Regions from separate parts of the Pan troglodytes genome. Here region 1 is linked to region 2. The links are chromatin contacts, called in public Hi-C maps. All regions are on one chromosome and are shown on one strand. The core of a region is the stretch at or near the end of the contact, and the rest is flanking DNA. Distances in the headings are between cores, read along the strand shown.

What was found. A called contact is a pair of places that touch in the nucleus more often than the background predicts.
Region 1: a Hi-C map of induced pluripotent stem cells shows a contact between it and region 2, with 2.8 times the contacts expected there. The contact joins the promoter of DLX3 here to the promoter of SLC35B1 in region 2. A contact is called at or near these places in 3 of 7 Hi-C or Micro-C datasets (induced pluripotent stem cells and stem cell-derived neural progenitor cells), 1 of 1 datasets of contacts at active chromatin or transcription factors (stem cell-derived excitatory neurons) and 1 of 1 other capture datasets (stem cell-derived neural stem cells).

What each region holds. Positions count from the first base shown.
Region 1 is chr19:63,131,068-63,135,312 of NHGRI_mPanTro3-v2.0_pri, forward strand. It overlaps DLX3 (distal-less homeobox 3), which reads right to left and starts at 1,644. Exons shown (of 3, transcript XM_511871.5): 1 at 1,094-1,644; 2 at 1-10. The coding sequence starts at 1,418.
Region 2 is chr19:62,844,626-62,848,376 of NHGRI_mPanTro3-v2.0_pri, forward strand. It overlaps SLC35B1 (solute carrier family 35 member B1), which reads right to left and starts at 1,455. Exons shown (of 9, transcript XM_001156965.7): 1 at 1,076-1,455; 2 at 311-414. The coding sequence starts at 1,290. It overlaps FAM117A (family with sequence similarity 117 member A), which reads right to left. Exons shown (of 9, transcript XM_054671117.2): 9 at 3,678-3,751.

The DNA.
Region 1 (4,245 bases), core at 394-2,893, 290 kb after region 2:
TTCACCGACACTGCGGGGAACGCACCGGGCGGAAGAGGGGGCGGTTCAGCCTCGGCCTGCGACTCCTGCGACCCTCCAGGGCCCCGCCGGACGCCCCTCGCTTCCGCCCACCGACTCGCCGCGGGATTCCCGGCCGCGCGCTCCGCTGCCCGCGGCCCAGGGGGGAGCCGCGGCCCCAGAGCCAGAACTGGCCGCGGCCCACAACGCGGCGCTCCCAGCTCCGCGCCCGGCCGCCGCAGCACTGTCCCCGGCGCCAGCCGCCGCCTGCGCCAGGACCGCCTCGGCTTCGCTCACGACGCCTTCCCGGCTCGCCTCCCAGCCTCGGGGCTCCTCGCCGCCCGGCTGCTAGCCGCCCCCTTCCCAGTCCCATCTCGCCGTCGGTTGTTTCTCTCGCTCCTTCCCGTCCGCCCCCCGCCCTTTAAAAAAGTTTCATTTTAGAATCTCTTTAGATTTTCAGAAAAGTTGCAAGGATAGTGCAGACTTTCTTTCTTTCCCTGTCCCCCTTCTTCCCCCCTTCCTTCTCTCCTTCCTTTCTTGTTTCTTCTGCCCTTTCTCTCACTGTCTTTCCATACTTCCCTCTTGCTGCCTTCACTTTTCCCTTTTTCAGCTTCTCTGCCTCTCGGTGGCTGCTTCCCTCAGCTTTCCCGCAACTTCCGTGGGTCCTTCTCATTGCCCCCTCACGACTCCTAGTCTCCCCATCCCTTATGCAAAGGAGGGCCCCTAGAGTTTCCAGCCCCTGCCGCCTACCCCCAAGCCCTCTGCGACTTGATCGAGGATCGCCTGCTGAAATGCCCACGAAATCACCTCGATTCGGAGGTTTCCTGACAACCCACAGCCTTCCCCTTCCTCTCTCAGCTCACCCCGATCCTCATCCGGGACCGCGGCGCACTGCGCACATCGCGCCCCAAATGCTTGCACACCCGGGGCTGGAAGGTCGCCTGGTCCCTCTGAGGGTCATCTAGGCCAACTTCTCTAACTCCAGACAGTACTTTTCTTAGAAGTTTCCCTAGATTTTGGCTTCCAGTCCATGCCTTTTCCTCCCTCGGGAACCTTCCAGTGTCTCCCACTGTCCTCGCGACCCCGTGGCCCTCACCTGGGTCCTGGGCTGGCAGCGGCTGCTCCCGATACGCCCCGTATTGCCGGTAGGAGGCTCCGTAGGTATATTCCGACTTGGGCGAGTAAGCGCCCGTGCCTGCAAGCCCATTGAGATTGAATTGGTGGTGGTAGGTGTAGGGGTTCACCGTCTGGCCATAGGGCTGGCCCGAGTAGTAATCGTGCTGGGGAGCGCTGTAGTAGCCCAGGTCAGTGACAGAAGACTCGGGCAGGGTAGGCGAGTCCTTGGAGCCCGCATGGCAGCTAAGGGAGCTGGAGATGTCGGTGAGGATGCTGCTGAGCTTGCGATCGAAGGAGCCACTCATCCTGGCGGGCGCTGCACCTCCCCAGGGCTGGCCTCCGCAGAGGACAGGAACGGACCGGAGTGCAAGAGAGGCGGAAGAGACGAGGCAGGGGTGTGTGTCCAGAAGGCGAGGGGAGGACCCGGCCGCGTCTGGGGGGAGGGGGAGGCCGAGAGGCGCTTACACCATTGCCTGCCGTCAGGCGGTCGCTGCGCGCCTCTCCTCGCGTCCCAAGCCACAATCAAATGCTGCCAGCTCCGCCCGGCCAGCCGGTTATAGACTCAATAGTGGAGTCGCCGAGGGAGGCTCCTACGCGCTGATTGGCTGCAAGTCTTGCCTTCCAGGCAAAACACGCTTTTGCTCTCTCGCTCCTATGCTCTCCTCTCTCTCTCTCTCTCCCTTTTCCTTCTCTCCTCCCTCCTCTCAATTCTTTTTCCCCCAGTCTTTGTTGTTACTCAAAACACACACACACACACACACACACACACACACACACACACCCTCGCTACTCTTGTAGCTCCAGCCCAGATAAGTTCTCTGAAGGAGGGGCGTGGAGGTGGAGGGGAAGGGTTGCTCTGTGGAGCCCCCAGGATCTGTCAGTCTGTTTCTCTGGCTGGGGGATGAGAGATGGGCTTAGGTGAGGTGGGCAAGGAGGGGAGTTTGCCCATTGTGTGTTTGTGGAAAGAGATGGTCTAAGGTGGGGTATGGTTGTGTGTGTGTGCACACGTGTGCACGCACTGTGCAAATGACAGGCACACAAATGTACCCAAAGTGGTGAGGACTCACAGCCCCTGAAAATGGTTTCTCTTAAAATCAGAAGAAAAGGAAAACACCTTTTAGGTGAAAGAGAATGTTTGAATATATGATATTAATATATTATCTTAATAGCAATGCAGTCATTGCTATTATATCCTTGTATTACATAATTACAAAAACGTAATTTAAAAAATTTTCTTTTTATTTAGGAAGGTGCCCACCGGGCAAGAATGTCTTGAGCCTATGAAAGACATAATTTAGCACTAGGAGGATCCCATTGGAGAAGGGGAAGCAGGCCTGTGTGGATTTAGAGGTTGTTGGGGATGTACAGCCTGTCCGGTGATACCAGAACTATCTCCAAAGCTATGTGTGTGCAGTTTCACAGATGGTCCAGTCTTGCTGAAGGTAGCAAGGGACCTGGGGTCCCCACGAGGTTGGGTGGACACAGGCTGGCTCTGTGACTGTGTGCTTCAGTAAGTCTGAGGGCAGATTTTGTGTATCATGGGACAGCACTGGGGAATTGGGACACTTTTGGGGATTGGGTGCATGGGACGAGTGTATTTGGGGTGTGTGATGTGAGGATTTCATGTGTTCCACAGTATCCACAGAGGTACATGCATGCAGGAGTGTGTCGGGGGTGGGGTGCAGGCAGCGTGAGTGGAGGGCCATCCGCGTGTGAATATGTGGTTGTAGGCAGATGTGTCTAGACCTCTTAGTACCTTCCTCATCTCCAGTAGCTGGGAGCTGTACTGCTCCACTGAATTCCTCCTGCACCAGAAAAGCCCTGAAGAATGGCTCCCCTCTGTGGGGACCCCCAGCTTTTAGTCCTGTCTAGCCCACCAAGCTGGGCCCCCTAGGTCATGCTAGCTGTTCCCAACGTCTAGCTCATCCCTGCCTCCCACACCCCATTTTGCCCTTCGCCTTTCTCTGGGGTAGAGAATCCAAATCTCAGTTCCCAGCCTGCCCGGCTCGCTCCGTCGACCCCACGTCCACTCGCCCTGCCTCGCTGGGCGAACGCAGTGCTAGCGCGCCACCTCGTGGTTCCTTCGAGCTCTGCAGCTCCCCGAGCCCGGCGCCCGGCCAAGCCCCGGGGAGGGGTTTCCTCCGAAGACCCTGCCTGGCAGAGCAGTGTACAGGGGGCTGTATGCCCCTTTCCAAAGTCAGACTCGCGGAGCAGGCTTCCGGCAGTCCAAAGGGCTTTGAGAGCTGCAGTTGGCAGAAACAGAGGGCACGGTCCGCGGACCGAGGGGCAGGGGTGAGTGCCCGCTTGGTCTGGGCCACTCCCGGAGGCCGCCGCGTGGGAAAGGTGGGGGCGGGGGCGGGGGCGGGCGAGGGGAGCGCTATCTGTCTGTCTATCTCCGCGTCCCCCCAGCGCCCAGCGCCCGCCGCTCCGAGCCCGTGGCGGGGCGAGTTGCCACCCGCTCCGGGTGCCCTCTGTTCTGCTGCCAAGAGGGCGCCAAGAGAGCCTGCGGCGTTGGGGGCAGGAAGGGCACTGGGCGGGCCGGCTCCCTCCCAGGATGGGAGCGGGGGAGGCGTTCAGGGCCTGCTTTGGAGCTCCCCCTGCCCCGCCCCGCCCCGCAGACTGTGCCCTCTGTTTTCGCTAACTGCAGCTGCCTCAGAGAACAGACAGCGTGGGGCGAGCCCTTCTCAGGGGTTCATCCATTCATTCATTCATCAACCGAGATCAAGAAGTGGCAGGCGACTCAGAGCTGGGAGTCTACCTCCCTCCCTCCCCAGGCCCTCACAGAAGCCTCACTCTTCTTTCCTCACTCCTACCCCAAGCCTTGGCTCCTGAGTAAAGAGAATGAGCCCTAGGCTGAATTCTGGAATCCTGGAATCTTGAAAGGGCAGTGGTGGTGGATTATACTAGGATAATTTCTAAGCTCCACTATGCTCTGAAATTCTAAGAGCTCTCGAAATGGTTCATAGTTCATAGAAACTGCAACAGTAGGAACTTAAATAAGCAATTAAACCATTGTTTGCTATTGTGAGGTTGACACATGTTCCCCTACCCCCATTGCATGACATGCTCCAAGATGCCAGAGTGGGTCCATCCACTTCACCACTGCCTTCCAGATACCCAGGACCCATTGTT
Region 2 (3,751 bases), core at 205-2,704:
GAAGCTGACACACAAAAGAAACTCAAAGGGAAAGAAAAAAATGTTTTAAGTATTTTCAATGGGGATTTGGAATATAGAAGACCCATTCTCTGAACATTTCTAACTCAGAAGCTGATAAAAATTGGGGAAATAATATTTTACTCCACTTCAAAGTCATTAGTTTTACAGACTTCACAGAGAGGCTGTGTAAGTACAAAATGGGGTGGAGATCATGAGTTAGCCTTTAAGGTTGAATCAATGCTTAATGCCCAGCATACTGAGGGAACTTGGGGTGGTGGGGTACCCAACAAATTACTATCTAGGTACTCACAGATCTTGGCAAACACAGCATTAATCACACATTGAATGAAGACCAAAGTTAAGGCAAAGGTGAACGTCTCCTGCTTGGCTCCTTCCCCATACTTTCCTCTTGTTCTAGAAATGAAATGCATGAGAAAAGAGGGAGAAATTAGTGTATTTCACTCACTGTCATCTAATATATCCCGAGCCACTGAAAACTTTAAAATTATCTTGCCTCTCTGGATGTAGGCAGAGTTTGTTAAGGACCACTAGGCTCATTTGCAAAAGGGGCTGATTTTACTGGATCTAGAAACTAGACATCCCAGCCTACTGATTCCAAAGCCTAAGAAAAGAATACCCGAAAAAGACGGAGAGGAAACATGCAGAACGAGATAGTGAAATCAGGTACCCCAGGCAGGAGGAGACGGTATTTCGGCTATGGCACCAAGGCCGAGGACGAATAGGTTGTTTGCAAGCATCTGGGAGTACCAAAAGGGGGCCGACTCGGGTCCTGTTTGAGGGATAGAAGTCTCAGCCTGTAAAACGCAGGCCCTTAGAACCAAGCGGGGAAAAACAGCTAAGAAAAGAAAATAACCAAGTCCGAAGAATCCAGAAAATAATCCTGGAGTTCTGGAATTCTGGGTTGGCTCAGCCATAGCTGCAAAAGTAGTGGGGTGCTAAGAGGGCGACAGCCGGGCAGGAGGACAAGAGGAAAGCCCGGGTCCAGAGGCAGAAGGCCCGGGATCCCTGTCACAGGCTGGGGAGAGAATGTCGGCCCGCCCCCGGGGTCGCTCACATCTTTTCCTGCAGGATCCCATAGTAAAAATAGCAGACAAAGACACCCAGGAAGCAGAGCGGCAGGCGCAGCCGGTCGGGCACCAGGGAGCTGCTAGAGGCCATGAGACGCCCAGAGGAGCCGACTGGAGACCCGCTCACAACCGGCACCGGCAGCAGCGGCGGCGGAGGCGACAGCTCCAGCCGGACATCGCCGACCGGCGGCAGGGGCCTCATAGGAGCTGCATGCGACCGCTGTCCAGCAGGGCCCAGCAGTCACTACCAGAACTGCCGGCTCAGGGCTGCCAAGGGGGAAACTCCTCAGAACCCAGCAACCACTTCCTAGGAAAGAAAACCCGCCCTGGGACCTTGGCTCCATCCCTGAGGGCCAGGGGAACCGGCAGCCTCGAGACTGATCCCTCGCCCTGGAGATTTTTCCAATCAGGCAACTCTGAGGACAACTGCGACCCAGAGCACCACAGGGTGTCCTAGAGCCACCTGGGCGTAGAATAATGACGTATAAGGATGTGGAGGCCACCAATTGGCTGCGCTGTGCGAAGACGGACAGGTAGGCGGGGCAGGAGGAGGTGTGGCCGGCAGAGCAAATCCAATAGTCTTTTCCGCGGCGGGCGGCCAGGCTTCTGCTGGGTCCTAATGCCAAATCCCTTACTGGAGCCTCAGCGCCGTCTAGCTGCTGCCCAGCGTCAGCGACTTTACCTGCTCATTACCTAGGCACATCACTAGGCTTCCAAGGGGGAGAGCGGCACAGTAAGTCTCGGCTTGGTCACTTAAAGGCGGGGTAACCTACCCGTGTCACCCAAGTTCTGAGCCGGAGTTTTCCAGGTCTGGAAACTAGGGATAATTAGTAATAGCCACCTTGTCGCCTCTTGGCTGTTGTGAGGATCAAATAAGAGTGTTTTGTAAACTGTAAAGTATGCTGTGCAAGCTTAAGGTATTATTAGTCATCACTGTTTCTCAGCCCTGATCTTATTTCCTCACATCGAGGGGTGGAAATGGAGGCTTACTGAAGTCAGTTTTCTTCCAAGTCCTAACAACTCACCAACAATGGCGCAAACCCTTCGGCCGCGCTCCTGAATATTTCCCATTAATGAGCTCCTCGTTGGATCCCTTCCTCATGCAAGTGTTGGGTCTTCACTTGCTGGCACGAATTGCCAGGGCAAGACTGACCTCAGGTCTTCCTACTACTACCTCCAACCCCCTACTTAATTGGCCCAAATCTCCGGCCACCTGGTGGACTCTGGGCTGCTCTCTAGGTCGAGGCTCCTTCTCTTCTAGCAGCCTGCTCTTTTGGCACAGCCTCAGGCAAAGGAAGGAAATACTGGGCAGCACCACACCCATCGCTCCGGGCCTGACTCACTAAGGCTTTGCGGGGGAGCCAGAAGTCTTTTAGAGGGAGGGGTAAGGGATAGAAGATAGGGTGTCCCCAGCCCACTGTCTCCTCGATATTAGTGGCATGGGAAAGCCCCATACATTTGCTCTGTTGCTCAGTAGCTTACTCTACTGGCTCAGCCCGCGATGCCAGGGCACCAAATAGCTGGGAAGAGAGACCTGCCAGCTCTACTTCTTTACCAGCTGGGACCTCAAACAATTCGCTTGTCCTGAGTCGAGTTTCCTCACGTGAAATTAATGGGAATATAATAACAAGCAGGAGAGCGCTGTGGTTAGAAACATGGGCACTGGATTCAAATGATCAGGTTTCCAATCCTAGCTCTCCCACTTCATATCTGTGTCTTTTGGGGAAAGTTATTCAATCTATTTGTCCTTCCCTGATTATACAGTGGGACTTACCATATTTCTCTTACTGGGTGGTTGTCATATTTCAATAACACTTTATGTAAAGCACTTAACATGGTAGCTGGTTCTTACCAGCCCAATGAATGGTGGTTGGGATAGCCTGGTTTAGGAGTTTGTTGTCAGGTCTTATGAGGCAGATACAATTGTACTTATTATGACTGCCCTTGGGGTAGTCAACTGTTCACCCATACAATGGGGATGTGTCTTTTGTGAAAATGCTTCGGAAATTCCAAAGCATCATTGAAATATTGAGATGGTTATTCCCATTTTCCCCAAAAGCCTAAGAGCTCTTACAGGTGCAGCATTATAAAGGCTGCGAAAGGATAAGAGTAGTGTCTTTGTATAGTTTCTTTGTTCCCTTCAAGGCTGCACACTATGTTGTGGGTACTCCCTGAGATGAACCAAAGCTTCCCCAAAACTGTCAAGAGATCCAACCAGTGCAAAGAACACCCACAATGTCAAACTGTCTTCCCTTGGTCACCTGCTTTTCCTTTCTGAAATCCATTCTCCTTAGCTTTTTCAGACTCATACAAGAATGGGTAACTTCCCCAGTGACTCCCTCACCCCACCTCTAGGACAAACCACCCTCTTCATTCTGGACAGCCTTTTCATGGGTCTGTTGTTTATATGTCCATGTAAAGTATGCAAGCATGGTGTCCAGAGGACAGGAACTCTGTGTACAGCCATAACAACACCCAGATGTGGGAATTGAGGCTCCTTCTCTTGAAGACAAAGATGAAATGATCAGTATAATACCCTTAATCTCTACCCCACTCCTCCTTCCCCAAATATTTAACAGAACTTCAAGCTGCTGGGAATATTTATTTATTTATTTGGTCTATTAACACCAAGATCTGCAAAAAAACAACCTCTAAACACAAGA